7 separate regions of the Mus musculus genome follow, and regions 2, 3, 4, 5, 6 and 7 are each linked to region 1. Evidence: chromatin contacts called from public ChIA-PET, Hi-C, HiChIP or PLAC-seq and promoter capture Hi-C data. All regions are on one chromosome and are shown on one strand. The core of a region is the stretch at or near the end of the contact, and the rest is flanking DNA. Distances in the headings are between cores, read along the strand shown.

Evidence for each region. Promoter capture Hi-C pulls out the DNA fragments that hold promoters and counts their contacts. A called contact is a pair of places that touch in the nucleus more often than the background predicts. ChIA-PET counts read pairs in DNA pulled down with a chosen protein or histone mark. HiChIP or PLAC-seq counts read pairs in DNA pulled down with a chosen protein or histone mark.
Region 2: a contact with region 1 is called in a Hi-C map of cerebellum, with 2.2 times the contacts expected there. The contact joins the enhancer-like site here to the promoter of Ago2 in region 1. A contact is called at or near these places in 2 of 39 promoter capture datasets (cranial neural crest and hippocampal neurons), 2 of 484 Hi-C or Micro-C datasets (the N1E-115 cell line and cerebellum), 2 of 115 datasets of contacts at active chromatin or transcription factors (embryonic forebrain and pro-B cells) and 1 of 9 other capture datasets (embryonic stem cells).
Region 3: an H3K27ac HiChIP or PLAC-seq map of embryonic stem cells shows a contact between it and region 1, with 4 times the contacts expected there. The contact joins the enhancer-like site here to the promoter of Ago2 in region 1. A contact is called at or near these places in 3 of 39 promoter capture datasets (HPC-7-derived erythroid cells, hippocampal neurons and pre-B cells), 1 of 484 Hi-C or Micro-C datasets (embryonic stem cells) and 3 of 115 datasets of contacts at active chromatin or transcription factors (T-cell acute lymphoblastic leukemia and embryonic stem cells).
Region 4: a Hi-C map of pre-B cells shows a contact between it and region 1, with 4 times the contacts expected there. The contact joins the enhancer-like site here to the promoter of Ago2 in region 1. A contact is called at or near these places in 14 of 39 promoter capture datasets (the 3T3-L1 cell line, the HPC-7 cell line, HPC-7-derived erythroid cells and 7 more), 6 of 15 datasets of contacts at CTCF or cohesin (the NIH/3T3 cell line, embryonic stem cells, large pre-B cells and 2 more), 17 of 484 Hi-C or Micro-C datasets (B cells, the Ba/F3 cell line, the G1E-ER4 cell line and 7 more), 13 of 115 datasets of contacts at active chromatin or transcription factors (T-cell acute lymphoblastic leukemia, astrocytes, embryonic forebrain and 5 more) and 1 of 9 other capture datasets (embryonic stem cells).
Region 5: a contact with region 1 is called in a promoter capture Hi-C map of hippocampal neurons, with 5 times the contacts expected there. The contact joins the enhancer-like site here to the promoter of Ago2 in region 1. A contact is called at or near these places in 15 of 39 promoter capture datasets (the 3T3-L1 cell line, the HPC-7 cell line, HPC-7-derived erythroid cells and 7 more), 6 of 15 datasets of contacts at CTCF or cohesin (the NIH/3T3 cell line, embryonic stem cells, large pre-B cells and 2 more), 22 of 484 Hi-C or Micro-C datasets (B cells, the Ba/F3 cell line, the G1E-ER4 cell line and 11 more), 13 of 115 datasets of contacts at active chromatin or transcription factors (T-cell acute lymphoblastic leukemia, astrocytes, embryonic forebrain and 5 more) and 1 of 9 other capture datasets (embryonic stem cells).
Region 6: an RNA polymerase II ChIA-PET map of memory CD8 T cells shows a contact between it and region 1, with 34 read pairs. The contact joins the promoter of Ptp4a3 here to the promoter of Ago2 in region 1. A contact is called at or near these places in 4 of 484 Hi-C or Micro-C datasets (CD4 T cells, CD8 T cells, erythroblasts and 1 more) and 1 of 115 datasets of contacts at active chromatin or transcription factors (memory CD8 T cells).
Region 7: a Hi-C map of the N1E-115 cell line shows a contact between it and region 1, with 5 times the contacts expected there. The contact joins the enhancer-like site here to the promoter of Ago2 in region 1. A contact is called at or near these places in 9 of 39 promoter capture datasets (the 3T3-L1 cell line, embryonic stem cells, hippocampal neurons and 4 more), 7 of 484 Hi-C or Micro-C datasets (the N1E-115 cell line, the P5424 cell line, embryonic stem cells and 4 more), 6 of 115 datasets of contacts at active chromatin or transcription factors (T-cell acute lymphoblastic leukemia, bone marrow-derived macrophages, embryonic stem cells and 2 more) and 1 of 9 other capture datasets (embryonic stem cells).

What each region holds. Positions count from the first base shown.
Region 1 is chr15:73,183,079-73,187,347 of GRCm38.p6, forward strand. It overlaps Ago2 (argonaute RISC catalytic subunit 2), which reads right to left and starts at 1,869. Exons shown (of 19, transcript NM_153178.4): 1 at 1,683-1,869. The coding sequence starts at 1,704.
Region 2 is chr15:72,359,179-72,363,447 of GRCm38.p6, forward strand. No RefSeq gene overlaps it. Among named protein-coding and RNA genes, the nearest start is that of Gm23217, 110 kb to the left of the region's middle. Within about 2 kb of position 1,698, at least 20 of the 459 cell types and tissues checked have an H3K27ac peak or open chromatin away from gene starts, as enhancers often do. A contact at or near this core is called in cerebellum and hippocampal neurons, where this site is marked.
Region 3 is chr15:72,474,821-72,479,089 of GRCm38.p6, forward strand. No RefSeq gene overlaps it. Among named protein-coding and RNA genes, the nearest start is that of Gm24390, 14 kb to the right of the region's middle. Within about 2 kb of position 2,076, at least 18 of the 459 cell types and tissues checked have an H3K27ac peak or open chromatin away from gene starts, as enhancers often do. A contact at or near this core is called in embryonic stem cells, where this site is marked.
Region 4 is chr15:72,501,540-72,505,808 of GRCm38.p6, forward strand. It overlaps a transcript of Kcnk9 not described here. Among named protein-coding and RNA genes, the nearest start is that of Gm24390, 13 kb to the left of the region's middle. Within about 2 kb of position 1,797, at least 8 of the 459 cell types and tissues checked have an H3K27ac peak or open chromatin away from gene starts, as enhancers often do. A contact at or near this core is called in pre-B cells, where this site is marked.
Region 5 is chr15:72,526,930-72,531,198 of GRCm38.p6, forward strand. The region is part of intron 1 of Kcnk9 (potassium channel, subfamily K, member 9); the gene reads right to left. Among named protein-coding and RNA genes, the nearest start is that of Kcnk9, 19 kb to the right of the region's middle. Within about 2 kb of position 1,837, at least 22 of the 459 cell types and tissues checked have an H3K27ac peak or open chromatin away from gene starts, as enhancers often do. A contact at or near this core is called in cerebellum, cerebral cortex, cortical neurons and 1 more, where this site is marked.
Region 6 is chr15:73,746,292-73,750,560 of GRCm38.p6, forward strand. It overlaps Ptp4a3 (protein tyrosine phosphatase 4a3), which reads left to right and starts at 1,735. Exons shown (of 6, transcript NM_008975.3): 1 at 1,735-2,174.
Region 7 is chr15:72,625,652-72,629,920 of GRCm38.p6, forward strand. All of the region lies in intron 20 of Trappc9 (trafficking protein particle complex 9), which reads right to left. Among named protein-coding and RNA genes, the nearest start is that of Kcnk9, 80 kb to the left of the region's middle. Within about 2 kb of position 2,725, at least 9 of the 459 cell types and tissues checked have an H3K27ac peak or open chromatin away from gene starts, as enhancers often do. A contact at or near this core is called in the N1E-115 cell line, hippocampal neurons and rod photoreceptor, where this site is marked.

The sequences.
Region 1 (4,269 bases), core at 619-3,118:
CGGGGGGATTCCTTGTAAACAGAATTAAAAGCCTTGATATGTACAATAAAATGGAGCTGCACTCCAGGCTTGCAATTACAGACACTGGCCCACCTGAAACTTGAGTTCCTTCCCAGTCTGCCATTAGCCAAGAATTATCCTACAGGCATCTCTTTTCTCACCCAAGGCCTTCTTGGTTAGAGGGGACTGTCTCCCTCTTAGGCCACAATGCGGAGGCCCACGCAGCAGCCATCTTCAAAGCTGCCAGTGACCAAAATGAACCGGTTGCTACCGCATTCTCTCTTTTTTTTAAAGGCAACAAAGCTCCCCTTGCAGAACACACAGTAGGCTCTTACTTCCACCCTAGCAAAGAGCTCACTGGTCTAATCCACACCAAACCAGTACTTCCAACAGCGGGTCAAGGTCAAAGGGACTGGGAACCACTTCTAGAGGGGAGTGCTCAAACAGGTTGCCCTAATGCTTGCTGGCTCCCGGATGTTAAACCTCTCTGAGCCTCCACTGTCCAGCGTCTTCAAGAAAGACCCACTGTGGCAAGCTGAAGGGATCAATCAACACGCGAAATTGACGAAAGCCTGGCCTCGTCCCCGAGGAAGTCACTAGAAATTGACACATTGGGAAAACGTACAAATTTGGAGCTAAGATTTGCTGGGTTCCTCCACAGCGCTGAGCTGGGGGGTGGGGGTGGGGGGGGGGTTCCCAATCTGGCAGGAGGCTGCCGCTGGCCATTTCGCAGGGACCTCCAGGCCCCAACATCTGTCCCTAGGACCCGGGCACCTCCCAAGCGCAAGGTTAAAAGGGTCTTCAAATCGTTGGGAAGCCTTTTAACGCATTTACAAGTTGGTCAGTGGGCATTCGAGGAGCCCTGTGACATCAGGAGCGGAGGCGCACTAGGCTCCGGAGCAGGCACCATAGGGAACCCGGGAGGATCTGGGAGGCTTCCAGACCCCACAGTGAAGAAGTCTGGGGAGGCCCCAGGGCCGAACCACTAGGTCAGGTGGGCAGCAGGGAGGGCCCGCGGGCGCCAAGTACAGCCTGGCGGACAAAGGGGTGCAGGCTGAGCCCGAGCAAGCGGCGGGGCAGCCGGGAAATGGAGCCACGTGCCTGGCGGGAGAAGGCGAAAAAGCCTCCCCAACACTTGTTTTCTCAACCCCGCGAGTAAACCGCCCTCCGCTCGGCTCCAGGAGCGGGGTGGGGAAATGCGTCCGTGTTTTTAAGTTTTCTGGAACTTTTCCAGAGAAACGGGCACGCTGGTGGGAAAGGGGTGCCACGGCGGCCACCCGCTCCGCTAGGAAATCGCAGGGCGATTAGCACTTGAATGGGGAGGGCGGCTGCCCGGCGTGAAACTGCGTCCAAGCGACCGATCGCGGTCCCGGGGCCCCGTGGTTCGGTTCCCGACCCGTCCAGCTCCCCGCCCCAGGCCCGCCGTGCTGGGCCCCACAGCTATGCGCTCGGGAACGGCGGGAGGAGCGCTGCGGGAGGACGGAGACCCGTTGCAGGCCGAGCCTGGGCCCCCGCACACGTCCCGGTGGCGCTGCTCGGGTGCACTGGGCCTCCCGGCCCCGAGGCCCTGCCCGGCCGCCCCGAGGCTACGCCGCGGCCCCACAGGCCCCGCCGCCCTCGCCTGCCCCGCCCGCCAACCGCCAACCGCCGCGGCACGAGTGCCGGGCGCCGCGCGGACTCACCGGGGCCGGCTCCCGAGTACATGGTGGCGTTGCCGAGGGCCGCGGCCGAGGGCCGGCCGCGCGCTCCACGGGCCCCGACGCCGCGAGCCGCGAGGAGCCGCCGGCCGCTCGATCCGCCCCGGCGCGGCCGCCTCGCAGAACAGGTTTACCCGACGCGGCCGGGGCGGCGGGCGGAGGCGGCGGGAGCGGAGGGGGAGGGGAGCGGGAGGAGGGAGGGGAGGAGGAGGGGCGAGAGGGACGACGAGGGAGGGGACGGCGGGGAGGGAGGGAAGGAGGGGACAGCGGGGAGGGAGGAGGCGGGGAGGAGGGAAGGTGGCAGGGAGAGAGGGGGGCAGGGGAGGAGGCTGGAGGCGGCGCGCGCCGGCGGGATGGGGGGGGGGGGACTCGCTGTGGCGGCCCCCCGCGTGCTTGCCCTGAATGAGGGACCCCAGAAGCGACCCAGGGCACGCGAGCCGAGACCTTCCCTGCGGCCGAGCGAGGCGACGTCTGGTTTCCGGGCGCGGCCAGCCCGGCACTGCGACCAGAGTCGGAGTCCTCCCGCGCCGAGTGGCAGAGCCTCGGCCGCGTCCCGCCACGCACCCGCCCCTGCACCTCGGCCTGGCTCTTTAAGTTATTAACGAAACGGCGACGGGAAGCTAGCTCCCCACCCAGAGCTTGAACTTGGACGCGGCCAGACCCGTGCGCGTGACCACACCGCCACCTCCCGGCGCGACTCCACAACCTAGATAATCCTAGCAAAGCACCAAGGAAGCCCAGCAAGTTCAGGATTAAATTTTATCAGCTGTCAGGGAGCAGATCTGGTCGGGGCTTCCCGCTTTCTGGCCTCCGAGCCCCCAAGTTCTGCTCTGAGGCCTGCTAGACCAGCATGCTCTGTGCACGTATGTCCCTTCTTCACTTGTTGCTGGCGTGTGCTCCTAGTCCTGTCCAGCTGCCTCTGGAACCTTTCTATAGAAGAGGCGGGTGTGTCAGCTCCTGCCTCGCCCTGCAGGCTTTGCAATGTCTTCAAAGCCCATACTGAGAACCCAGGCCAAAGACAAACAGGGTCCTACTGCAGGGACCCCAGGATCGGGGTAGGCTCCATATTCTGTGTAGTGCTCAAAGATAGTCCCAGGAACAAGAAAAGCAGCTCTCCTTCCAATAAAGGAGGAGGAGGAGGAAACTAGACACAGCATTGCAGGGCTGCCATTCCAGCTAGCCAGAAGTCGAGGGAGGCGGATGGCAACCGTAAATCTAGTCTAGGATACATAGAAGAAAGACTTGCCCCCACCCCTCTCCCAAGTGATTGACACAAATGGGTAATCAATCATACCTAGCCCTTGCGGTACCAATACTTTGGTACTTTAGGGATGGAGACAGGATTTGCTGAACTCAGGAGTCATCTTGGCTCAGAACCAGTCAGGGTAACACAGAACTAATGGGGATGCGGTGAGGTGGGGGGGGGGGGGAGGTGGTGTTCGGCGGGAGGCGGTGTTAGACTTCACTCAGCAGTGGAGCACTGACGTTGGGTCTGCTCCCAGCACTGACATCCTACCCCCAAAGTCATGAAGTCGTTTTGGGGAACATGAAGTAGGTAAATTGCCAGGCATCAAGAAGCCCTGGGTTCAACGCCACCAAAAATATATATATATCTCTGCGCATGATTACACACGTGTTTCTGAGCACAGGGAAGCCTGGGTACTGTGGGCCTTGCTGCTCATCACAGGGATCACAGCGAAGATGGACACCGTGCGCGCTCCCTCTAGAGTGGAGTGAGAAAGACAGTAGAGTGTGTCTGCAGATGGGATCCAGTCAGTGTTGCTAAGTGCAGCGGTGTGCTTGGCCCTGAGCCAACAGGCCAACATCAGCCTGGCGGTGTGACTCCCATTATTGTGAGGGTTCCCATGCATCCAGCTCTGCTTCCAGAAGGCTGAGGCAGTATAGGAGTCCCTGCCTCTAAGGGAGGGAGGGAGGGAGAAGATCCCAAACAAGCAAAATTAAAGTAGCTCAGAGATGCCTAAAAACAGCTAAGTAGTAGCTACGGTGTCCGTCTAGCAGGAAGGGCCGTGTGGAGCAGCCCCTTGGATACCTGCGATTGCAGCATACCGTTCCAGGAGCCATGTTTCCCTCCGAGGCCCACAGAGCCTGCTTGACAGCGTAACACTAGGACCTGGGAGAAAAGCTGCAGGCTCTGCGGTAGGATGGAGGCTGGGAAACTTTTGTTTCCAGGCAGGATTATCTCAGGAAGGCTGGATTGTGTCTCTGCTGAGACACAACACTGCCCTCTGCTGGTGGAAGGATGCCATTGCTTCCTGTCGGCCTCCTTCCACAGCTCAGTGCCCAGTTAAGTCCCGGGCTCACATCCAGCCACTCAGCACTAGCATTCAGAGTGCCCTTTTCCAGGGTACAGCCATCCTCCCCTGCGCTGATGCACCATCCAAAGATCTGCAGACCCACAGCCCAAGCCAAGGACACCATCGCTCCCTCTGACAATTTCATTCCCGATCCACCTCTTCCCCCATACCCCACCTGCAGAGCTGGGCCTGCCTTCTTTCTGGCCTGCAAGCTAGGACTCAACTTACAACGGTGTCATCTCCACTCATGCCTAGAA
Region 2 (4,269 bases), core at 448-2,947, 820 kb before region 1:
GATGTGCCCCTTCCTTCTCCATCAGCATTGCCCTAGGTGGGCTACTCAAGGACTTATCTCTTCCATGCTAGAAAGGTCACACAATCCACATCGAGCCAAGAATAATGTGTCCCTGGACTTGATGCTGTAACAAGGGAGCCAGTGTCAGAAAAGGACACAGGGAGAAGGGATCTAAGGGATGTCCTCGTCATAGCCATAGAATGATGATTCTCCAATGCTGGCCCAGCCTGCTTTCCATCATAGAGAGACAGTAAAATTCTTTCTCCTCCTTCTTGTGTTAGTGGCTGAATTGAAGTCACTTTGACTCAGAGTTCTGACACTTGAAAGAAGTATTATAAAAATACAAAGATCTCAGCAGCTGCTCAGTTCCACTTTGTTTGATTAAAAGCTGCTGTGTCCTCTGGGCAAACCCCCTGAGCACACCTTTTTACTCAAATTCAGCACACGAAATGTTTTTTTCTGCTTTGAGAAATATGCTTAAGGGCATCTTCTTAAGCCCCTACCCCAGGTGTTTCCCAATCACCGCTCTCTACCCACCTGCCCAATTAGCTTCAGGCCAGTCAGTTTCTGTCATGAGCTGAAATTGCCAGCTAGTCTACTAGCTTGCCTGAGATCGAAGCTCCTCGAGAAAGGAAATGCCAAAAGGGTAGAATTCACATATGTGTCCCGAGCTGGCTTCCCAGCATCCAGAAGAACACCTGGCATCTGGCACCATCCAAGAGCATCCGCTAAATCAGTGAATAAAGGAAATAAAAGAGAAAGAACGCTCTCTAAAGCTGTGGGTGTTTTTAATGTGTGCACATGTGTGTGCAGATGCACCTAAATGTGTGTGTGTGTGTGTGTGTGTGTGTGTGTGTGTGTGTGTGTGTGTGAATGCTCGCGTGCATGCATGCGAAGGCCACAGGTCAACCTTAGGTATCATGCCTCAGGTATGATCTACTGTGTATTATGAGACATGTGCTTGCATTGGCCAAGCAGGCTATGATTTCTTTTTGAGATGCAGTCTCTCATTGGCCAAGCAGGCTAGGCTGGCTGGCCAGAGAGCCCTTCTGTTGCTAAGGAGATCACCTCCTGTCAAAGAAGCTATTTCTGGTTTTCAATACCCCAGTGCCTGAAAATAGAGCTTCCTACAGAAAATGAATGTTATGTTAGAAGGTTTGCCTGTTTCTGGTTTTCCCTGGAGGATGGGAGAGTGGCTTCTTCAGGTTGATTAGAGCCCAGTGGGGTTCCTGTGGTATCTCTCTTCTCCCCACACAGTTATAACACCTCACATGGCAACCATTCTCTATGACCTCCTTCTTGAACTCAAGTTACCTTGACCAACACTTGCCTAGTCCAGTTAGTAAAGCAGTTCTTAAAAACTGGGACCGGTACGACTTGAAATGAGTCTAATCTAGCACCCCTACCAATCCATAATTATGTGCCCCTAGGTCACCTCCTTCTCCAGCCAGGGAAATGTTAGGGGCAACCTGGAGCTGGACCCAAGCTGCCAAAGCATGAAGCAGTAGAGTGAGAGCTGCCATCTGTGTCTTGCTGTGAGAGCCCCTGAGAGACATCTGGAGCCAGCACCTGTCTCCAAGCAGGACAGCTGGCCTGGTGCCCACTTAATCCATGGGATGGAGAACTCTCTTCTCTCCCAAGTACACAGGCAGGCAGGCAGGCAGGGGCACGTGAAACACGGTGGCAGCTTGAGCTTACTCTGGTTGGCATGTTGGAGCAGTGGGAGGTGCCATGTGGCACCAAGATTGTCTATCTCATGCCCTGGCTGGCATCCCTCAACCCCAAGGTTTAAGTCAGTCTGAATCATTGTCAGGATATATGGGGATCTCTGCCAAGGAGAAGGAAAGATGGTGAGCTCTGAGCCATGTTGGAGCCCAGAGAAACCAGGATCCACTGGGATAATGAAGAAGCCACTGGAGAGTGTTGACTCAACTCAGGAAAAGATCAGGGTGTGTAACCTTTGACTAAGGGACAAGTAAGGCTTTCTTAACAAATGCCAGGCAGAAAAGACAGCGAAGGGTAGATGAGCAGGCTTCTCAGGGCATAGCAGAGCATGGCTCCTCTAAAGATTCATGGAAGGTATACAATTTAAAATAGTTCTAGAGGCAAATAATTTTCTGCTCTCAGATACAAACAAATACACTACGCAAGGTAAGAAATGAACACATAGTCAAGAGTCTCAAAGATCTATCTTTAATTAAATTACCCTGTAAGGAATTTCCTTTTTAAGAAATATTTTTATTAATCTTTGGAGAATTTTATATTTTGATCATATTCACCTCTCAACTCCTCCCATGATCTTTTTTCTACTTCCATTCAATGTTGAGTCTTTTTCCCCCTTTGGAGTTCAATGTGTGCTACCTGTGTACAACTTGGGTATAGGGACAGTCACTGAAGTGTGGTCCTTACAGAAAGCAGATGCTCCCTCTCCCAGCAGCTATGAGTTACCAACATTTTCTTAACCAGGAGTGGGGTTTTTGTACCTACATCTCCATCTCATTGCTAGTATTCTGTCTACAGCTCTTGTGCATGTTGTTATAGTCCTGTGACATAACCTGTGCAACTGCCAATCACGTGTGGCTAAACAGATCCTAAGTCCTAAAAGAGAACATATTACTAATATTCAATAAATGGGCATAGTCTTGAACTGACTCCTAAGTGAGTTGTCACTGTATCTGTAGATTGGCTCGTCCCTTACCCCCTCAGCCCTCATCAGAGAAACTTCCTTTTGTAGTAGATGGTGATTAACAGGGACCCACAACTAGTCAAGAAGTAGAAAATAAGAAACTGCAGAATGCTTAGCTCTAAATAAGATTACCTTGGAAGAGAGGGCAGAAAAATAGCAAGAGCCAGAGGTGATAGATGTCTATAAAATAAAACAACACAAAACAATGCTCCTGTTAAGCATTTCTTAAGGTCACTTTCTGGTATGCACACACATACCCTATTTAATCCATTAAAGCATTCTTCTCTCAAAGGAGCAGCCATGGCTATGAAATGCCCTGACAAAGCTTAGAATAAATCAATGTAGCTCAGTTGAAAACAAAGTTATGGAACCTCAAAATACCACCTCCCCACAGATTAAAACCTGCCAAAACCTTATTGATGAACACAAAGCAGGTTTGAATAAACAGAGAAGGATAATGAGTTCCAGGCAGGCACATTCTGTGCTGGAGAATTAACTGTCAGTTTTCATCAAATTAAGTTAAGCTTCTACAACTCCAACCTATGTACCAATGTAAAGCTTCAAGAAGCATTTCTAAAAGTTTTTCTGAAAAAAAATGTTGAACACAGAGAAATAGCCAAAATAAGTTTTCAATAAACACACCAGGTATAATTTGTCCCTTGAAGCAACAAATGTAGTAGGCCTAAATAATTTAAATAATTTAAATACTATTCTGAAATTGTGTAGGAAGGCTGAACAAAACAGAAAACCTACAAACAGGTTGAAGCACAGAAAGTTTAATCATGTCAGATGTCGTATTTAAAATTAGCATGTTAGAAAAAGAATAGTGAATCAGGCGTCTTTGAAAAATTGGTAGGCTTTAGGTAAGTGTTAACTTGGATTCTCATCTAACACTATCTATGACCCATTGTAGAAACACTGTAAGTATTATGGTGAGGTACTTACAGAAATACCACAACAGAAAAGGTCTTATGTTTAAAAGAAAGTAGCAGGCTTTTAAAGGGAGATATATTTCAAACATTTAAAAGCATGTTTTCTTACTAGTGAAAGCTTTTTTTTTTTAAAGAAAGATTTATTTGTTTTATGTATATGAGTACTCTATCTGCCTATACATCTGCATGCCAGAAGAGGGCATCAGATCATATTATAGATGGTTGTGAGCCACCATGTGGTTGCTGGAAATTGAACGCATGGCCTCTGAAAGAGCAGTCAATGCTCTTACCTGATGAGTCATCTCTCCGACCCTACTAATGGAAGCTTTAATGGTGGACGCATCAGCAACAATGAAAAATTGCTGGCAAAAGGAAAAGTACAGAAGCAGCAGTTCCTTCAGGACATGTGGGAACTGTCCTATAGCGACAGTCACTGAAGGCATCAACAAGAAGACCCATAAAATGGGGTGAGGGTTGTCTTTCGTTTCCCGTTGCTGTTATGTATTAAACTTGACAGTAAGTTCTACTTCTCACGGTTTTTCAAGAGAATGTTAGGGGAGTACTTTGAAACATTGCAACTGGGAAGCAAACCTGGGGGGAAGAGCTGCAAATCCTAAAAGCACAAGAGACAGAGGAAGCCAAAGTAAATCA
Region 3 (4,269 bases), core at 826-3,325, 710 kb before region 1:
TTTCTCTGATGTATGTTTTTGGCATCTTTCTCAAGAATCAGGTGGCTAGAGCTGTATAGATTCCAGCCACTATGGAAATCATTAAATGAAACAAATTAAAAATATAGTTTATGACCCAGATATACTATTCTTGGATCTACACTCAAGATTCTAAGTCAACATCTTACCTATTGGACTAAAGCCTGTTTGGTTTCAAACCCTGGGACAAGAGACCAAAGTGCATATTTCACATAGCAACACACACCTGGCCTCATACCCTGCCCCAAACCCTGAACTTTCCAGCCCAGCCCAGGGACTAGGGTGCCCTTTCCCTAGAAACTCTTCCTTATATAATCCAAATATTTGCTCCTCCCCCCATATCCCTCTTCTCTTCTCTTCTCTTCTCTTCTCTTCTCTTCTCTTCTCTTCTCTTCTCTCCTCTCCTCTCCTCTCCTCTCCTCTCCTCTCCTCTCCTCTCCTTTCCTCTCCTCTCCTCTCCTCCCCCCTCACTCTCCTTTCTCTCCCTTCCCCATGGCAACTTCCCTGAAGTCAGTGAACTCCCTCCCCCACCTTCCCAGAGCAGCTTCTCAATAAACCTGCATTTGATATTATTATCTAATCCACCCTGAATTGGCTCACTTCACAGTCAGAGAAATAATGTATCAAAGCCCTATTCTCAATAGCCAAGATACAGAATCAGCCTACCTGTCAAGAGGAACATATAAAGGCAAAGTGCATATACACAATGGAGTTTTAGTCTGCCATAAAGAAGAATGAAATTGTATCATTTGTGGGAAAGTGGAGCCAGCACTATTAAGCAAAATAAATCAGATGCAGAAAGAAAAGCATTTTATGTCTTCTCTCAACCATGGGTGTAGGTTTTATGTAGATACATAAATTCAAATTCTTGCTCAGCCCAAATTCTGTCTATCTCGGTGAACTTTGATACAGTTAGCTTAATCCTTCTGAAGCCATGGGGCTTTGCTTGGAGGTTTGCACTTTTGCTGTTAATTGCATTTTTATGTACTTAGCCACAAGAAAGAAACTAGAAAACAATTCGTTTTCCAGCCTCTTTCATAGCCTATGTGTCCTGTTACCTGCATTCCACCCTTCTCATTACTTAACCTTACCTTCCTAAGGCTCCTTTCTAAGTGCTGTACAGTGCACACTTAACAGCTGTTTACATATGTGCATGAGCACATTGTAGGCCACAATCCAAATACAAGTGAGAACACGAAGATCTTTTTTTTTCTTTCTGAATTTGAGTGACCTCATTTAGTATTGCATATTCTAAGCCCATCAACGTAGCCCAATTTTAAAGACTTACATATCTATATAAGGAAAACACTTAAAATCCTCAAATAGGGGGCAGATGGTGTAAGGGTCCATGATTCACTGAAGAATGATAACCTAGTGGAAGTCCAGCATGCTGAGATCTCCCACTACCAAGATAGGCAATTAAGTGAGCTTACAGGCCTGATTTAAATCAAATTGGGGGAATTCTGGGGTAGCTGAAACAACCTTATCTTGCTCCATCTCTAAGGGGCATTCCAAAACCCTCACAGGGCAGGAAGGCTGGAATCTGCTGTTGAAGAATTCAGGGGTAGGTGGCCTCATCTTGCTCTATCTCTTAAGGACATTTCAGAGCTATTACTGGGGTGTGAGGGCTGGAAACTGCTGCTGACCTATTGTCCTCACTTCACACCAGGTTTCAGAACAGTTTCTGACTAGCTGCCTGAAGCCTGGGTTTTTAAGGCCTGAACTCCTGAACTGCCAATCTGCATCCTGTCCTGGAGTCAGCCTGTTTCATCAGTGGCCTGTGTGGGTTAGCACATGGCTGAAAGACAAGGGGCAAGAGATGCTCACTGTAGGAAAACAGGAACCACTCTGGTCTTACCACATAGGTAAGAACTTAAAAACAGGGAACTAGGCATTTAGAAACCAATAGGGAAGCTGGCAAATGTTGGGGGTACAGGTAGGTTGGGCATGGGGGCACACCAGGATTCAGACTTCCCTGCAGAGAATTCCAAAGTCACTGTTGCCCTCTAGGTCAGGAATAGCAGCTCTATGAAGGCATGTGACTAAGGAAGACAACAGCACCCTGCAGAGTCCTTGTTAAATCCAGATCCTCCAAAGCTGAGCCTCTGCTGCCTAATTCACTGAGGACAATGGCTTTTGTTTCCTGCCAAATCTTGCTACAGGGGTTGGGCCTAGACACGCATGCTACCACAAAGAGATTCTGTGGAAAATATAGCTTCTGGTAGAAGAAGGAAGGAGAAGCTGGAAGCCAATAATGCATGATTGTAACTGTTAATCCTGAGACTCCAAGTAAGAAAAACCAGTTCCACAATTTGGAGCCAAATTTGAAGTAAGCTTAAATTAAATACTGACCAGAAAAAAAAATTGGGCTCTGGTTAGGCCCACCCCTGGATTCCCAGTCTGAGGCCCTAAGTCACATTTATCAGGGCTTAAAAAGGCAAAACCCATAACTAACTGCATTTCTCATGCGGTCCAGTCAGGGGTAAACATACATCCTGATGTATTTCCTGCTTACGTGTGATCAAGCACATCTGGTACAGTAGAGTCAATCAAACAAACTTCTTTAGGAGAATGATCATGTGGCTTATTTCCCAAGAACTACAATTCCCAGCATTCCAGAAAGTTAACTCGCCCTAAGGCGTGTGGGGCTTAAAGGGTTAACTTAGGCTCTTACTTTATCCCAAAACTAGAGGGGCAGGGACAGGATGATTCCTGGTACTCCTTGACCTGCCAAATAAAGCTATTTGGCAAGCTCCAGACCAGCAAGAAACCCTGTCTCAAAATCTAAAAGGTGTATGACATCCTAAAGTAGGACATCCAAGAGTCTACTGGCCTCTATACACACGCATGCACACACATGCACACATGTACTTTTAAGCATATACACAGAGAGAAAAAATAGCATATGAGTTTTAAAAGAAGTGGCTTGAGTGGGGTTGATTGCAAGACACTTGCATAGCATGAGCAAGGTCCTAGATTCCCTACCCAGCATCATGGAAATAGAAGGAAGATAATTTTGTATTTTTGATATGCTTGTGTTTGCCACTCTACCCAAGCTTACTAAATTACTTTGCAACTCCATGACAGTTCATTTGAAGGTCCATAAGAGATTATCTGTGCAATTTGGTGACAGATTTTTTTTCATATCTAGTGAAGCAGACACTTTCCCCTTGAAGCATTTAAAATGGAGTAGTCCAACACGAAGGAGATGTTTTCACCAACTCCATTACTGTCACAACCCTTAGTGTCCCGAGGTTTACAAGTTGCTTGAGAAATGTACTGTTAAGCAAACTTCATTTCATGATGCAGCTTAAGAAGCATGGTCTTCATTGAATAGTAACATATATCTACAGCAGATCTCACAAGCATCTCTATTTTCTGTGTCCTTGCATTCAGGTTAAAGTACAGGATGTAAACCTGCATTCCCTATAATATCTCTTTTCTCCCAGCACCCAAGAGAATACATGGAAGTTACAAGACTGTCTGAGTTCCTTGATTTGTACTGGCTAGTTTTGTGTCAACTTGCCCCACTCCTGGTACCAACTTCTGTATTAGTTAGGGTTCTCTAGAGTCAAAGAACTTATGCATAGTCTCTTTAGAGTAAAGGAATTTATTGATGACTTACAGTCTGCAGTCCAATTCTGAACAATGGTTCAGTAAAGGAATTTATTGATGAAGTCCAATTCCCAACAATGATTCAGTAGTAGCTGTGAATGAAAGTCCAAGGATCTGACAGTTACTCAGTCCCACACGGCAAGCAGGCAAGGGAGCAAGAGCTGATGCAGAAGTCAACTTGACACAGCTGGAGTTATCACAGAGGAAGGAGCTTCTTTTGAGGAAATGCCTCCATGAGATTCAACTGTAAGGCATTTTCTCAATTAGTGATCAAGGGGGAAAGGCCCCTTGTGGGTGGGGCCATCTCTGGGCTGGTAGTCTTGGTTCTATAAGAGAGCAGGCTGAGCAAGCCAGGGGAAGCAAGCCAGTAAAGAACATCCCTCCATGGCCTCTGCATCAGCTCCTGCTTTTTGACCTGCTTGAGTTCCAGTCCTGACTTCCTTTAGTGATAAACAGCAATTTAGAAATGTAAGCCAAATAAACCCTTTCCTCCCCAACTTGCTTCTTGGTCATGATGTTTTGTCCAGGAATAGAAACCCTGACTAAGACAAATTGGTACCAGCAGAGTGGGGTATTCCTGTGACAACCTGACCATGTTTTGGGGAGGACTTTGGAACTTTGGGCTAGAAGATCCAT
Region 4 (4,269 bases), core at 547-3,046, 680 kb before region 1:
TGTGTGAAGGGCTAAACATGACAACAGCAGTTGACGGTGTCGAGTGGAGTCCTTAGGAAGGTTTGGGTGAAAGGAATGAAGACAGGGGTGAGCTGCCTGGGTTCACAGGCCCCACAGCTCTGGTACACATACAAGGCCCAAGAATCTGGGTGCTTGGCCACTCAGGTGGCTGCCATTGTGTGAAGGAAGAGAAGACTGCTTTGGTCTCCAAAATATGAACACGGGAATCTTTACAAGCTCTGTGCAACAGGATAAATGAAAGCATCCATGCCTTGCCACCAACGTGCCCAGCCCTGGTCAGCTGCTTAAGGAAAGAAAGCCAGAACACAGTGGGAACATGCCAGAGACTTTAATTAAAAAAAAAAAAAAAATAGAAAAGTGCGATAGTTTACAATGCTATGATAGCAGGTGATTTTCCTCTAAAGACATGTAAAATATATACAGCTTGTTTACTGAATTTGTTACAAAAAGAAAATTAAAAAAAAAAAAAAAAAAGATGTAGTCCCTGCATGAGGTACATATTATACATGAGCTAGACAGCTAAGATGTGTAAACATTGGTGATACAGGTATGTTTGTTCAGTTTTTTCAGGTTAAGCTACATAATAAATACATCTGATATTCGCTTGATGGTTGTTGTGTTCTAAGGCCATTTGTGAAGGTGCTCTCTCCCGAAGGCAGAGCAGGCAGCGACGATGAATACAGGACACACACAGGAGTGCAGATGACTCTGGAGTTGGGCAGGGATCGCTGGTGTTGCCTCTTCTGGTGCAGGGTTCCGCTAAAGGCCTGCTCTCTGTGTTGGACCTGTCATGCAAATGTACCCACAAACCCTAGGACAAAAAGGTCGATTCCCACCAAGGCTCAGGATGCACAATGGCACCCTCCTGGACCGTGACACTGGCCAGAGAGTTCTTCAACCCCGTTTCCTGTGGAACTCTCCACGTCTTTATCACCCTTTCCGTGAGGGCATTCTAGCCAGCCTTTGGCAGCTTCACTTTTAGAACCAAACTTAGGTATTGCACTGTACCATACCACACGCACACACATACACACACAAAAAAAAAACCAATAATGTGATTCCCCCAAAACAATAAAAGAAACAAAGCACATAGATCCAAAGATACCAAGTGACTATGTATATATATGTTCTCTCTCTCTCTCTCTCTCTCTCTCTCTGTGTGTGTGTGTGTGTGTGTTTCTCTCTATATATATCTCTTTCTTTCTCTCTCTTTCTGTCTCTCCCTTTCTCTCTGTATGTCATTTTCTCCCTTAAACACACACAAACACACACACACACACACACAGTTACATGAAGGCCCACACTCCCTTGTCCCCACCCCCCCCACACACACCAGACCCTTCAATGAGCCCTGAATACATGCCAGTTATTTTAACAGAGATGTATTTGACACTAATTCAAGCTTCACGTCTATGCCAGGGATCACATGAGACAGGCATTTTGATTTTTGCTTTTCGGCTGGTTTTGTTGTCATGAGGTACACAGATACACACTGGGCTGAGGTTATGATTGTACAGATATGAGGGGGAATGGTCTACCATATCTTGACCTGTTGGGATAGGCTAAAAAGCCACCTTCACCACTTATCGACTGTGTGGTAAAACTTGGGTTCTTCATCTTTGACATCCCTTGTTCCTTCCCTTCTCTGTGTACTTGTAAACCTTTCTATCAGTATATGAGAAAATAACAAAATACCCCAGATTTCTCCCTGTGGGCCTGATCTGACTTCATATGCAAATTCTGCCCAGCGGGATTCACAGTGTCTGCCCCTCACTGCAGTGTTCATTTGGTTGGTGGAGGTTTCTGATAAGGCAGAAGATGGGCTGAGATGACCTCACAAGGGCCTTCCCAACCCAAAACCAGCTGTCAAAATGCTATTTGTGGCCTGAAGAAACAAATGTATAATTAGCCCTTTTCTGGGATATGTTCTTCTCTGAGGAGCCATCAAATTATAGAGAATCTTGTTAATTGTGGGTTCTGCCTCACTGGCTTCCCGCTCACTGCATTTTTCCTGTTTCGTTTGATTTTTATTTTTCTACCCAACTTCTAAAGTTCCAGCTTGAAGCAATGAAAACAATTGTCAAGGCATGCTCTAGTTCCTATCTCTGCTCCTTAAACCTACAGCAACTGCTCACACATCTTAGACAGCATTCGGTCCGCTGAGCTCACAGCCTCATGGGACCAGAGAGGGCGCTCCCCGTGGAGTGCCTCTCAAGATAGCTAGATACAGTTGCTGCATCTGGTCTGTGAGGGAAGTTGGAATCAGTAGGTGGATATCAGCCAGTACTGCACAGAAACTGTCCCCAGAACGGCAGCTCACATCTGGAACTCTGTCATGCTTTCTCGGTAAAATACAGTAAGGACCCTTTAGGAGAAGGGCTTTGGTTACTGTGGTGACCGTCCCATTCACATCTATGTCATTGTGTGGGTGGGCGGGGAGCCCACTGGGTGGATGATAACTGGGTAAAGGCAAGATTTTCAATAAGAAATTCACAATACAGCTCAACCTAAGAAAGGATAAGCCCCTAGGAAAGGGTAGTTGACCTGTTCTTAGGAACCTAGCCCATCTTGAAATGACTTGACCTTGCCTCTCCTCTGACTTCTACCACCAAAATGTCAGCAAAGAGTCTAGAGCGGGGTGACATGGGTTTCATCTCTTCTGTACCAGTGTGTATCTAAGAGATACCTGCTTCTGGCCTGGCCATTCCATCTTCTATAGAGGAAATGAGAAATGACTTGCCAAGGCCCTGTGACCCAACTGTATATAAGGAAGAAAGAGAAGGAAGGGCTGGCTCTTAGAAAGATGCCCAAAGGCCCCTCTCCCTACTCCCTAGCAAGCTGCAAAAGGCAAACCAACACTGTTTGCAGAGCCAAAGCTCTCCCTGAAGTTTACAAGACCCCCCTGTTACCCCACCCCACACCACAAATCATTCTTGCTCTCTTGATACCAAGTCTCCCCAGAATTGGATTGGAGCCTCCAAAGAGGTCAGGACTCAAGAGCAACGGGAAGCTACAAAGCCAAATGAACCAAGTTCACTCAGGGCTGTCCCTCTCCTCCCACATCCCTCCAGACCGTAAGCTAACCCCCTCTGGCAGAGCTCTTCAACATATTAGTTGTCTCCATGTTGAAGGTAGGGTGAGGGGAAGATCAAGCCCACACCTCCCACTATCCACCTTTGTGTCCCCACACAATTTCAGGCAAAACCAAGGTATCCTTAAAAGTCAGATTCTCAGCCCCATGTCCTAGAAGGTCAGGTACAGCAGCATCTGCAGCATAGAGCTCTACCCCAATCCTTCCAGAACCATCCTTGGCTGGGATGGCAGAATTGAGCATTCCTGTGCTCTAAGTCATTCTCAGGTCTACCTCTCAGGAAGGGTCACCTGTCAGGGTCACCAGTGGTATTGGAGGGGGTCCAGCAGAAGCCCTTTGTCCCGTGCAGGCAGAAGCCATTTTCTGCCCTGTACATGGGTCTGCTGGCCATGCCAGAGAACTCACTACCGTTGGTCCTGGGTGTGTCCTCTGGGATCCACTGGTACCAAGATGACGCCTGAAGATAAATGTCTACAAGGTTAATAATGACAATTACAGGCTTAAACAGCACATGGTTCCCACCTTAGCCTTGATAGTAATTTAGGGAAAGGAGCTGGCACCTCCACCAGGTACATTCTTGGAAGTTGCTCCCCTTCATTGGGGATCCATGCAAAGCCTCCTCCCCAGTGTGATCCCCACCCATGTGATTTCCTCCGCTCCTCCCAAGCCCTCCCTCCTCTCCCTAAGGCATGCCCTTGTATCACTTTCTGTGTTTGAGGCTCCCATCCCACCCCACCCACACTTCAGTACCAGGCCTCTGGGATCCACAGACACCTGGCTCGGAGATCCAGTCTTGCAGCTTTTCGAAACCTTGTCAGCCACCTGCTGAACGGAAGTGCTCTGGCTGCCCTCCTACCCACCACCCACACCACCCCTCACCACCCCCCAACCCCCGCCAGCAGAGGCGGCGGAGCTCGCGCGTACAGCACGACTTGCTTGGTGTTTCATCTGTACAGCGCTGCACCAGAATGGCTCAGGAGTTACAGTTACAGTTTGGTCCCCCACAAAGCAACAGATGGTTGATGTGAAGGGAGGCCTCTTGTTGGGCCAAGTGGACATACATTTCCAGGAGTTGCTCGGTAAACACTCACATGTAGTTCTCACAAGCACCGTGTGCAGTGTGAAAACAGACGTGGAAATCCACCACCCACCTGTCA
Region 5 (4,269 bases), core at 587-3,086, 660 kb before region 1:
AAAAATGGATAGATGAATAAGGAATGGACAAATGGATAGATGGGGAGTGGATAATGAAGAGATGAGTGGATTTTCACATGGAATGTTGGTGGAAGGTGGATTAGTACCTAGATAATGGGAATGTGGATGGAGGATAGATGGGCAGATGGGTAGATAGAGAGATGATTAGCCAAATAGTTTAAATGGGCAAATGAATGTAAGAGAGAAAATGAGTAAGCAAATAGGTGGGACAAAGGTTTTCTGGGAATGGCCAGGGAGGTGAGTGGAGTCAGGTGGAAGACCTAGGAATGAGCCTACTATGTCAGGATCAGAGAGAGTTTCTTCCCCTCTTCTATTCTCCTCTCTCAGATACTGCTGGTGAGCAAGCTGACAGTGATAAAAGGTGGGGGTTAGACTCATGTGGCCTCTAGCTGTCATGCAGTATACCAGTCCATCTCCTTCCCCACTCAATCCCTGGCTTGGAGCTCACTAGTTGTCCAGGACAGGAGTGCAGGGCTCCACCACCTCTGGTAGTCACGAGGAGCAAACAAAACAGAGCACTCTTTCCCTGACTTGCTCCCAAAATAGCCTCTCACCGCCCAGACACAAGGCTGGCTGGCTCTCCCCCACTCAAACCTGACTCTGCAGATTTCCCAAGCCCTGAGCTGGGTTGGGGGGACAAATGAAGCATAGGGTTTGGTGACTCCTAGCAGATCCAGGTGAGAGAATACCAAGGATGTCATGGCCTTGGGAGGGACAGAGCACTCAATCAAGAGATGCCCAATCCTGTGTTGGGGACTTTGTGATCATCTATATTTAAAAAAAAAATATCCTATGACAATTCCCCACACATTCTCATGTAAGTAAATTCAAAGAGAAATTTCTGGAGAAAAGGCTACATAGGCTAGAATGTAAGTAAATGCAGCAAATAGCTCTCCCCAATAGCTCACTTGTAGCTAGAGAAACATCCCCTCTCACACCCCACATCTCAAGGCTCTGCTAGTGAGAGTAGCCACCCTGGGTCACCAAGGAGGGGCTTTCCTGAGGAGAGGACAGCGTTCAGAGAAAGAACTGTGCCTACAGCAAGTGAAAGATAAATCAATGACATGGAACCTGGGAAAAGTCCCTGGAACCCTTTGAGTCTCAGTTTGCCCATCTACAGAATGGAACCAGGAAGGGGGAAAGGTGGGCAAATAAAGTGGGAATCAGAACTCTGCTTTGTCCTCAGCCCCACCCCCACCCCTAAGCTTCTCTGTGTCATACTTTTCATGAGGATGGCAAAGGAGGTTGGAGATGGTCCCTGGGTATAGGTGAATTAGCCTCACCTAGTGCCTAGGAGTGAGCTGAGCGGATAATAAATGCCAATAGGAGATGGGAGGGGTCTGCAGTTAGAGCATAGCAACCTCCAGCTGCGAACCCACTCCTCCTTGCTTCCTCCGAACTAACCCCTAATCTCAGATGTCACCAGCACCTCCATTTCTGGCCTTCACCATGCTAATCTCTCTGCTAAAGGGCCCCTCCCCCCTCTCTACTGGGGCATCTACTGTTCCCTTGCCATCTGTAGACAGGACCAGCCAGCAGCAGTCAGCTGAGTGAGCAGCTAGGAGTGCTGAATCTTGGCTGAGAACATCTCCTGCAGGAAGGTGTCCGCTACCTTACTGTCCCCTGGTCACAGGGACATGTGTGGACCACTAGCAGGTGCAGACTGGTCAGACTGGATGATAATCACCTGTCTGTCACATCAAGGAGTAGTATGTCTGTAGCAAAACCATTCCAAACTCTCTAGCTAGTCATTGGACAAGAAGTGAAACCAACAGGCAGCCCAGACAGAACTAAAAATCACACTCTAACATGATCTCAAAATAGACTCCAGCTCACAATCCCCATGGCAACGCCCTGGGTCTGAGGACTGTCTCTAAGGAAGGAGGACAGAAGGGTGTGGGACAGGGGAGGCCCCAGACTCTGAATACTCCATGCAAGAGTCCCATTGCCCACAGCTGGCACACAGACAGAGAGGGGCCTGTGGGGTCTCAAGTGCCACTGAAAGGGAGCAAGAGTGGAGAAAAAGCTTGGTGAGTCCAGGGACTGGCGAGCCCCCTGCATTGTAAGGGACATGACACTGGGAAGGGATTTGAACTGTAGCATATGGATCCTCCTCATCTTTAGGGTCTCCACAATGCTATGTCTAACAAATCCCAGTCTAACCCACTCACCACTAGCTAAGTCCGTTCAGACTAGGATGAGGCCAGCAAGTCTTCCTAGGCACTTAGGTTTGAAGACATAATTATCCACCCAGCGCAGGTTCAAAACATCACCTGGCAGACAGAAGGCAGCCTTGGTCTTGCTTATAGTGCCTTTGGGAGGTGAGATGTCAACTCTGTCTTTGTCTCTAACTTGTCTGCTCTTGGCCTCGGCCTTCTAGGCTCCAGAATTGCAGTAAATAAACTGCTGTTATTTATAAGCTTGTTACTATAGCTTGAACTAAGCTCCCCCACACTGAGGCTTCACCTTCCAAAGTTTATCCCTGCTTGAAAGCATATATCTCTTGCCTGCTCACTTACTGGCCTTTCTAATAACTAACTACCCTACAATGTCACAGCTGTATGGAAGAAGTGAGTGTCATCACTTGCTAACACCAGACCCTCCCAGACACAGACCCTTCCCCATCAACCTCTTCCTTTGAGGCACCTGGTCTCATCCCATGACTACAGGGACCTGGGAGTTGTGCCTGAGACTGGCAGGAACTGGCACCCTCTCTTCCTGCTGGCAGTGCCTCTGCCTAGACCAGCCAAGAACTCATGCACAGCATTGGACAGCAGTGGTGGGAAGCAGGGGCCTAAAGTTGCAATGCCTGCACCCTTAGTGTGTCAAAGAGTCAGGTAGCCTAGCTGTGGCCAAGAGCTCTATGGCCAGATCATAGAGCGCCCTGTATGGTCTCCTGCTCAACTTCCCATTGCCCTGATTTAGCAGGTAACAATTCTGAAGGCTTGTGAGTCCCACAGCATACCTTGGATGGGACATGAGACAGTCCTGTGCTGGAGGAGAGGCAGCAAGCAAGGCCTCCATCACCCCAAGCATAGTTCTGACATCCATGGCTGTTTCACTACTTTTGAAGCTGCAGCATATACCACTGCAGGCAATAATGTGAATACTAAAGAGCCATGTACTGTCTGTCTCCCTGGCTCTGACCCAGAGCCCCAGCCAAGTGCCTCATCCACTGTCTCATCAGATCTCACAGAGTCTCTGGGAAGCAGCCATTTCTACCCACTTTACAGGTGGAAACACTGAGTATGGACAATAGTAGGGAAGAAAAGGGGAAGATGTGACAGGTAGTCTGTACATACCATAAGTTTGGACCTGCCTCTGAAGATTTCCTTATGGCCCTGAAGGTTTATTTGGAACCGAAGTCAAGGTTAGTGGTAGAGGAAGTTTGCCCCCAAGCAGAGGGCACATAATACAGAGCCACTGAATGCCTTCTGCCCTCAGATCCAGAAATTAGGGTCGGCCTCTCTAGAAACCCCACAGAGTCAATGGCCCATGGTGGTGAGGTCCCCAGCAACCCATAGTGCTGCCCTATCCATGTAGATTTCTCCTATTGGCAAAGATGCCAGCACAGTGACCCCAGGATTGAACTGACAGATGGACAGCTAAGAACGGGGACAGTTAGCACTGTGCCAAAAGCTCAGAAATACGAGCCATGGGAGGGAGGGGGGAAGGGATACTTTCCTAGGGCATCTCCTTCTGAAAGTTCCAACAGAACCTGGGAAGCCAGCAGGCATCCTGGACCATACAGAAAGTCAGAGGGGCACAGGATGATCTCAAGCCCATGGGAAGCAGACAACCTCCTGGTAGACCACCCACCACTTCTTGTGAACACCTGCTGTTCGGATTCGTGGGCTGCTGTTTTTCAAGATTTGCTTTTTTTGAAAGACCCAGAGAATATTCTCGAACAGTTAAATATAGCTCTCGTGAAAGCTGTCCCATTTACATGCCTATGTTCATTCAACAAACATTCTCTGAGGGCCTGCTTGGTGCTAGACACTGGCGGGCGGACAACTCAGCCACGGGCAGGTAACAACATGGTCCCTGGCCAGAGGTCCTGGGGGCAGTGCACAAAATCTGGCTTGGGAAAAAACTGATATGACACAGGTTGACAGGTGCTTAGCTGGCCAGAGCCCCGAGGCTACAGAGACAGGAGAAGCATCTAACAGCCAGAGAGGGATGCACAGAGAAGGAATGTTGAGTGTTGAGGGAGTCCACCATAGCCCATGACTTGGTCTGCATGGAGCA
Region 6 (4,269 bases), core at 485-2,984, 560 kb after region 1:
GGTCACCTTCTCTGGGAACCCTTCCCTGCCCACCCTGCCACCTGGGGCTCTCCTGTGGTCCCTATCCTGTGCATAGTTTCAGATGGCCCTTGAGGGACCAAGTTGGGGAAGTCCCTTAAAGCAAGAGGCAAAGGGGCAGCTGACATAGTGGCTCCTTCTTGGAAGGCATGGAGCTGCTCTTAGGGTGGCCTGGGTGTCCCCTCCTATGAAGTTCTCCCAGACCTCGAGGGCTGAGGTCTCGTGATAGGTTCTGGATGGCTCCCCAATCTGGACCTCTGCCTAGAACACCAGGTCATTTGTTCCTTCCATAAACAAGCGGGAGCTTCTTGGTGCCATGCCTGGGTGGGAGGTGGGGTATGGGTGGGGCCCAGTGCTAGGTTCCCCCTCCCTTTAAGGATGCCTTCCCTGGGCTGGGCACATAGCCAAGGGGGTTGGGGAGAGCCTGGGGTTAAGGAGCCTGTTTTGTGAGGGGTTGCACCCTTGGAACTGTGCGACACAGGGGTGTAAGAGCTTTGGATGAGTTCCGAGGGACTGGCGTGGGTGGAGCCTGCTAGGGTCTCCCCTCCTGGCCCCAGAGATGGGTTACTCTGGGAGGGCTCCAAGAAGGCTCTGGATGTGTTATATATAGACTTCTCCGAAAGGCTTGGGGCCCTGCCAGCTGTAGCAGGTGCCCCCAGGATTAGCTAGAGGCCCCAGCATGCTGGTGTGTGTGTGTGTGTGTGTGTGTGTGTGTGGTGTCACTTGGAGCCCCGGTTGCAGCCCTGGCTGGTGCAGCATCTCAGACGTTGCTGGGCCTGTCACTAACAAACCCTTTTCTAGACAACTGATGGGCCACCAGGGATGGTTTGATGTGCTTTCTCCTACCCACCTGGGATTGGGACCAGTAGGGTCTCTGGGGGAGGGCAAATCTCCAGTCATGGTCCAGCTACCTGGCTGGGTGACTTGGGGCATCTACTCAGTATCTGTTGTGTTGCTGGAGGCTGGTGCCTTGTGGAGGGTTCAGGATCTGCAGTCAGGATGGAAACTAGTGGAACAGCTGAGACCATGGGTCTGGTCAGCAACAATGCCGTTAACCTGCTGGATTTATAAGGGTGGCATATTCTGGGGATCTTAGGTGGCTGCCTAGCTTTCTGGGGGTGAGCCAGGATGGGGCTGCAATGGGATGCTCCAGCCTGGACGTTATCAGCCCTGCTTACCTGGGCCAGGGGGAGAATGGGGGATAGTAGGCTCTGCTGTGCAAGGTTGGCTAATGAGACTTCTCTCTGGGAGTATTAGGGGCATGCCCTCCCCTGGCTCAGGTCCAGCCTTTCAGGGATCATTCCTCTCCCCAGCACCAACTACTGATTGCAGGGCCAGGCCTCTGTCTGGGAGCCGGGCTTGGGCCAGGGTTCCCAGCAAGGCAAGGCCTCTGGGGATTCTGTGAGCTGGAACTCAAGCCCTGCACCAGAAGGCTCCCAGGGCGGTGCAGCCACTGGGGCAGGTGCGGACTGACATCTGTCTCCATTCTTGGGCGGGAGAGCACAGGGTTCCTGCCTGGGATGCCCTAGGACAGAACCAGGATTCCGTCTGGTCAGTGGAGCCCAGGAGACGATCCTGCTCAGGGGATGCCCTGGAAGACTTCAGGAGAGCTGGGTGGGTGTCAGTTCCCTTGGAGATGAGCCTGTGTAGAGTCGGCTCCCATCTCTTGTGTGACTCGAGTGTGCGTAGGTTCAGTGCCTCAGGTTCTTCAGCTGTAGTCTGGGAGTGGTGGCTCTTAAGGTGAAGTGTGGGCTAGTGCGGCTGAGCACACAGTAGCTGTTCAGTGTGCGCATATGAAGCTGGAGAGCTGGAAGGGTTCCTCCTGGCTTGTGGCCCCTCTGCAGAAGGAGGTCTCCTACCCAGCAGGATGCAGAGGGGATGGCAGGCGGGTCCGCGGTGGTCCTCTCCCTTCCTCCTTCCTCTTCCTCTGCTGGCCGCGCCTTTGTTTGCGTGCTATCTTTAGGCAGCAGGTGCGGGAGCCGCTGTGAGTCGGGTCGCCCGCCGGTCACCGCCCCCCCACGTGACGCCGGGCGCTATAAATAGCTGGGCGGCGGGCGGCGGGCATCCGCCCGGAGCCGGCGCCGCTGCGGAGGGCGCGCACGGGTCCCGGCCCGGCCGGCCGGCGCATGGAGGCGGCCGCACGCCTGCGGGCGCGGGTGAGCCGGGCTGCGGGCGGCGGGGACCCGGCCTCGAGGACGCTCCCGAACCCTAACCCTACTGGGATGGGCCCTGCACGGGATGGCGGCTCCCTGGCGGGCTGGGTGGGAAGTCCCGCTGAGGTCGGGGAGCTGTGTGCCCTCCCCACGCCCCACTACGGGTCCTTGGGGTCCCCAGCCCATCCACGGAGCAGTCTTGCCTGTCTTGACAGCACAGAGTCCTGAACTGTGACCCCTGACTCCTAAGTGTCACACAGGGTCCCATTTAGGTCCCTTCTGAAGCTAGATGCACTCCCACCCCACCACTTGAGGGTGTGGCTTCTGACTACCTCTGTGTCTTTTTTTCCCCCCTGGGGTTCAAGTGTTCCCGATTACTAGACTCGATGTTGAGAAAACCTGGGTGTCTGGACGGCCGGAGCTGGCCAGGGTCCAGAGAAGGTCCTTCCACGCCCCTCTGTCCCATGTCCTCCTCTGGCAAACAGGGACAAAAATGGGTCTTGAAAAACATGCCGGTCTGGGAGCAGCTGAGGGCTTAAGATACTGCTAGAGGAGGCTGGGCGGGGATAGAGAAGGGCCCAGGTCATAGTAGGGTCCTTAAGCACCAGGGGTGGGGAGGGTGTGGTGGCTTGACTGAGTGCCTGTTGAGGCAAGGTGAGCTCAGCTTCTGTTCACACCTAGAGCTGCTGGGATAGGGGTGTAGGTAGCCGGTGGGCCCACAAGCCTTGGCTCAGGCCTGCTAGAATGCAGTAGAGGTAGACCCCCCCACCCCCCCACCTTGTTCTCTGGTCTTCTTAACCCCATAGAAGTGATGTGTCCACCTGGGCATGGTGGCAGATGCCTTAAGTCCTAGCACTCAGGAGGCCCAGCCAGGTGGATCTCTGTGAGTCTGAGGTCAGCCTGGTCTACAAAGTGCGGTCCAGGAGGTAAGACAGGGACAGAGAAACACTGTCTCCAAAGGGGGTGAGCGGAGTGATGTGTCGGCAGAGGGGCTCCTTTTTGGGAGGGCAGCCACCATGTGGTTGAGCCTGGGTAGACTCAGGCATGCTGTGGGCATGCCCCTTTTTGCCCACACTTAGGGGTGTGGCCCAGACTGCAGTGAACTGTGCATGTATTATAAGATGCAGTTCAGCCTGGTGTCACCTATACATCTGGACCCCTGGCTCCATCCCCTCAGGCCTGGGGGGAGCATGATAGGCGGTTCAGGCTTCCTTTTCTCAGATGTTGCTTCTGTTGCCCCTGGAATCTTACAACCCAGCCCCAACCCCTGCAAGTAGCCAGTAGGTGCAGTTAGCTCTACAGGAGCCTGCCAGTGTTCTCTGACTCCCTGGGGCCTTCTCTTCTTTTCTCCTGCACACACAAGGGCATTGCAGTGTGCACACATGGGATGCTCATCTCAGTAGGCCCGGGTGTTTGTGTCATAACATGAGAGAAGGCTCTCCTTGCTTATAGCGGGCTAGTCGTGGCTCCGCATGCACAGGGCGTTGAGAACCTGGCCTGCCCAAGCAGGCACAGGACTCCTTTCTGCCCTCCTCCAAGGGGCCCCTCTATCTTAGCCCTTTCAGAATGGTGGCAGGGACTAGCTGTGAGCCATGGCACTGACTTGGAGTGGAGTGCTGAGCTGTTCTCAGGTGTAGGAGGTAGCGAGGGAGGATTCTGTGCTATCTAGTACAGTCGAGCCTTGGACGGTGGGGCCTGTGCCCGAAGCTTGGGGCCAGAGACCAGGGTCTTATGCTGGCCTGAGGCTCCAAGGGCCTGGTTTGCTTGGTGGGCAGCTGGAGAAGGGAGAGCTGGGGACGAGACAGAGAGGTAAGAGGTACGGGCAGAACTCTTCCAGATGCGATCCAGAAGGGGCCTTCCAGAAAGATGAATGCTGGGTGGGGGATGGGCTGAGTCCAGGGGCTCAGGCTCTACTAACTACTGGATCATAGCCCAAGGGACTGTGGTGCCCTCTTTTTCAACCTTCATCGTGTTGATGGGAAACGGGTCCAGAGAGGCCAGTGACATGCCCAAGGTCTCCCAGGCCGTCCAGGGGGTGGCAGGGTGTTAGCTAGCTGTTCTTTGGGGTCCTTGCAGAGGAGAAGGTGGAGGCCGATGT
Region 7 (4,269 bases), core at 1,475-3,974, 560 kb before region 1:
ATCTCGGATAGCTGGAGGCTGGTTCCAGAGAGCAGAGTGGGCGAGAAGTTTTGATTTGGCCTTTTCCTCAGAGCTTCTGTCAGGAACAAATTGGCTGGGGTGTGAGAGCTTTGAAAGGCCAAAGGCTCTTAGGGGCTAAGAGAAGACACCAGTCTTCCTCCTCATGATGAATAACACACAGCCAGCCAACCACCCATGGGGCCACCCACAGTCACCTGCAATAGTGCAAAGGTTGTCAGGTTCCAATCCATGCTGTAGCCTGGCAAGCTGCTTACTGCTTTGAACTTGTGTCCTACTGGTACGCAAATGATGAGGCCCAGAGCATTGATGAATACTGTGGTCAGCCCACAGCGGCCTTCCCAACCCCCTCCTGCCTGATGCCCCAATTCAGTCCTTCCCTGGTAGCTGGTTTATATACTAGCATACACTGGAGGAGGGAGGGTGGTGGGTTAATTCTAAAATTTAACTTGCTTTCCTTTTCCCACAGGGAGAAAGAGTGGGAACAGGTTTCTAAAAATAGGCTGGCCTGTCAAAACTGTTAAGGATCAGGCAGGGCGAAGACGCTGCTGGGGGGAGAGAGAGAGCAGTGGGGCTGCTGTGGAGGGCTCCATGCAGGACCTTCCCCAGGCCACAGCCCTGGGGCTCGTGCCCCTGGCACGGCCAGTCAGGACAGCCTGCTGTCCTATGGGCACAGCGACCAGCTGGGTGATGCTGTCGGAGCGTGGTACGGGGACTGCAAATGGCTGCTGATGGCCACTGTCACAGCAGAAGGATGGAAGGCTGCTCTATGTCAGATGCTGCCCTGGGTGTGCTTTTTTTCTCCTACCCCCCTCCTCACAGCTATGCAGGGATGAAGTCACCATAGCTCCACCATCAGGTGACAAAGAAGGGCTTAGAAAGGAGTCTCTCCAGGCATCCAGCTAGACCATGAGCAAGTCAGGCTGCGAGCCTAGTTCCTCTAAGGCTGTCATGGAGCTCCCCAGGTACTGCTTGTGTGTGTTGTCAGTCCCTCCTGAAGAGCCCGAGGGTTGTGTCAGACCAGGACTCTACTCACAACCTGTTTTCCTCTCCAAGTAAAGACGACTCTTCAGGATGGAAGAAGAGATGTGGGGGTGGGGCAGGCCAGGGGGAAGAGGGAAGTTTCAAAGTCACAGTTACAGGAGAAGCCCCAGCACACACAAATCAACTCAGCAGAACCCGTAAGTCAAACTAACCGCCCAAGCCATCTTTCCTTCCTGGGGTCAGAGTCCAGCTAGAGGCCCTATGCAGATATTCTACAGGTTACACCAGGTCCGGGCATCTTGTTTTTGAAAAACCCAAACACAGGCTGAAGAGATGGTGTGGCAGCTAACGCATACTTGATATGCAAGTGTAAGGATCGGAGTTCGGATCTCTAACATCCACATAACAGCTGGATGTGACGTGCCTGTAACTCCAGCTCTAAAGGGCTAGAGACAGGTGCATCCTTGAGCTTACATGGTCAGCATGGTGGAAATGGTGAGCTCAAGGTTCGCTGAGAGACCTGTCTCAGACAATAGGATAGAGAGCAATAGAGGGCACGCATATCAATCTCTGATTTCTACATGTGCACACACAGGTGAATAGACAGACAACACATGTGCACCCCAGGGAAATAGAAATAAAGACTCAAACACTAAGCACTCAGTTCGTCTGGAGAAACACTGAATGCATAAGACATAAACGAATTGCAGAGTGAAGAGACACAGCTGAAAATCAGCACACAGGTTGATCTGCATATCTGCAAAGTGTGCAAGAGGTCCCAGAAATACCAGGCTGGATCTTTTTGGATAAAAACTCATGGGTCCCTTCCAAAGGAGTCAGCAGCCTTCCCTTTCATCTTCACAGGGTACCCAAACAAGAGTCTGGACTCCCTGTCTAGTGAGAGGTGTGGCCCACATCTGCCCAAGCTGTATGGAACAAGAAGTGGGGAGGGACTCTGCTCTTAGATCCCTAAGCCTGCCCCAAGCTCTGAGTTGCCTTTGAGGTGCTGTGGGCCATGGGTGACATCATAGGGACAGAGACACAGCCTAGGCCGGGCATACTGCCCGTCTACTCAATTACCACTAGTTACCACAGTGGACTCAGCACACCTGTCTTCATATGTGTGGTCGGATGCAGCCTCAGCATGCCCAGGTGACATACTTCTCAACTCTACAACAGGGAGGGCGGTGCCTTGGGGACTTCCTCAGTGTCCCTCACTTCAGACTCATCAGCCACAGAAAGCTGGATCTTCTGTTCAGCTCTGAGCTGGAATCCACGGCCACTGCTGCTCATACGACTGGCAGGGATTAGGGCTGGATATTCTGGAGTCTGAGTGCCCAGACCCCTTCTTTGAGCCGTCTACAAGCTCTGGCTCTCAGCTCTTTCATCTCCGAAGCTAGGATGAAGGATAAGGACACCTGAGACTCTGGAAGCAGGCAGATGCAGAGAGCAGGAAGGCTGGCACAACCGAGAGAGCACTGTCACCGAGGGGAGAGAAACAGTCGCCATCCTGAGCTGAGTCCTATCAGCCAGCACACTGTCTTCACTACCCTCCTTTGGAAACCAGTAATCAGATTAGGGGGAGCCTGCTGCCTGCCGCCTTCTTCCCACTGCTCTCAACCTGTGGGGAGGACATTTGGAGTGGGTTCACTCCTCTCAGTAATAGAGTTATTTGGGGCCTAGCTGGGCTGGAGAACATTATTACCACGTGTCACTGTCCAACTGGTACAGCAGGTGTCTGCTGATGCATCTGTGGAAAACACCCAAGGCACAATCTCTGCATCAGGATACACGCATGGGCAAGGACACCAAGGAAATTGAATCTTACTGCAAATTAATGGCGTTAATGCCCATTATTAGGCCTCGAAAACAGTCTATTTTCTGAAAGATAAGCTTAGCCCTGTTTGAACAGGAACTTGAGCACTCTGCTAATGCTAATGCCAACCGGCTTGTCTCTGCTAATCAGATTCTGAAGTTCTGAGCCTATCGATCGCCGACGTTTTCCACAAAATGATTGGAGGCCATGAAGGTGTTTTGCTTCCCAGCAAGGCGGACCATGGTGAGGGCATGTGAGCCTGTGGCCCCACTGTGTCTTTGCTTATGCCATGTTTTATCAGTCACCCATGGGTGCCACCCTAGGCTGGGTGCACAAAGAATCCTGAATAGAGGCCCCGGTTTCTCTGGGCTGTACTGGCTTTTGGAAGAGAGCTGTCGCTTAGAGATGCCTGCAAGGTGAGTGTATGGGATTGCTCTAAATACCACTGTCCTTGTTCTCAGAAGCAGCAACTGCTCTCCTCTCCTCCTCTTCCCCTTCTCCAAAGCACACCAAGCCAGGAGGCTTCAGAAGCCTCAGGGTTCATGTGACTTCCAGTTTAAGGGGCTAGTGCATGGCTCAATCAGGGCATCTTGGATCCTGGAAGAAAGCCCCGCCTATGCTGTGAATCACCTGTTGCCAGCCCACTGCACCTCCCTAAGATGCAAGGAGCTCCTCTGTAAACCCAAGGTAGGATATCACTCAGAGTACAGAGTCAAGAACTAGCATTGTTCTTGACTTTTAAGTGCCGAGAAGTTTGATGCCATAGCCAGCATGGTCCTTTCAATGCCCTAGAAGGAAAGGAGGTATTTGCAGGGACAGTGGCAGGTTCAGAAGTTCACTTTGCCCAGCAGACTCATTTCTATTCCACCTGAGACTCAGAGAAACGAGCACCAGGCCCCATTCTCGCCCGGGCTATGGTGGGGTTAAGAGAAGGCCTCAAGTGTCTGGATCAGTGCTGATCATATCTCCCTTGGTGAGGTCTGCAGACTGTTCTGACCTGATTTACCCAGCTATCACCTTGCAAGTGGGGGGGGGGGCAGTGTTGAGAAGCCACTCCTGGCCTGCAGGCAGCCTCGTGCTCATCATAGATATAGAGACCTCCAAATAGTACCCATGAGGTGGCCAGATGGTGTCCTGGGACCCTCTAGCCTCTGCAGCCTGGCCTTCCATGCTCCAAACACAGCCTTTCCCAGGAGCCCCAGGTGGCTTAATTGCTAGGCAATGTAGCTGATTGGATCTGTAATCAAAGCAGGCCAGGGAGAGCTGCTAGGGGCAGCAGGAGTTGATTCATCAGGAAGTGGGTATTCTGATGAGCACTTAAGCCCAACACTCTGCATCAGAAGGCACCCAGTGATCTGAAAAGCCACCCACAAGCCAACCTGGCATCCCAAAGTCCACAATTAAAGTGCTGTGGAAGGTAGTAAGAGACATCAGAGGGTTCTCCTAGGGTG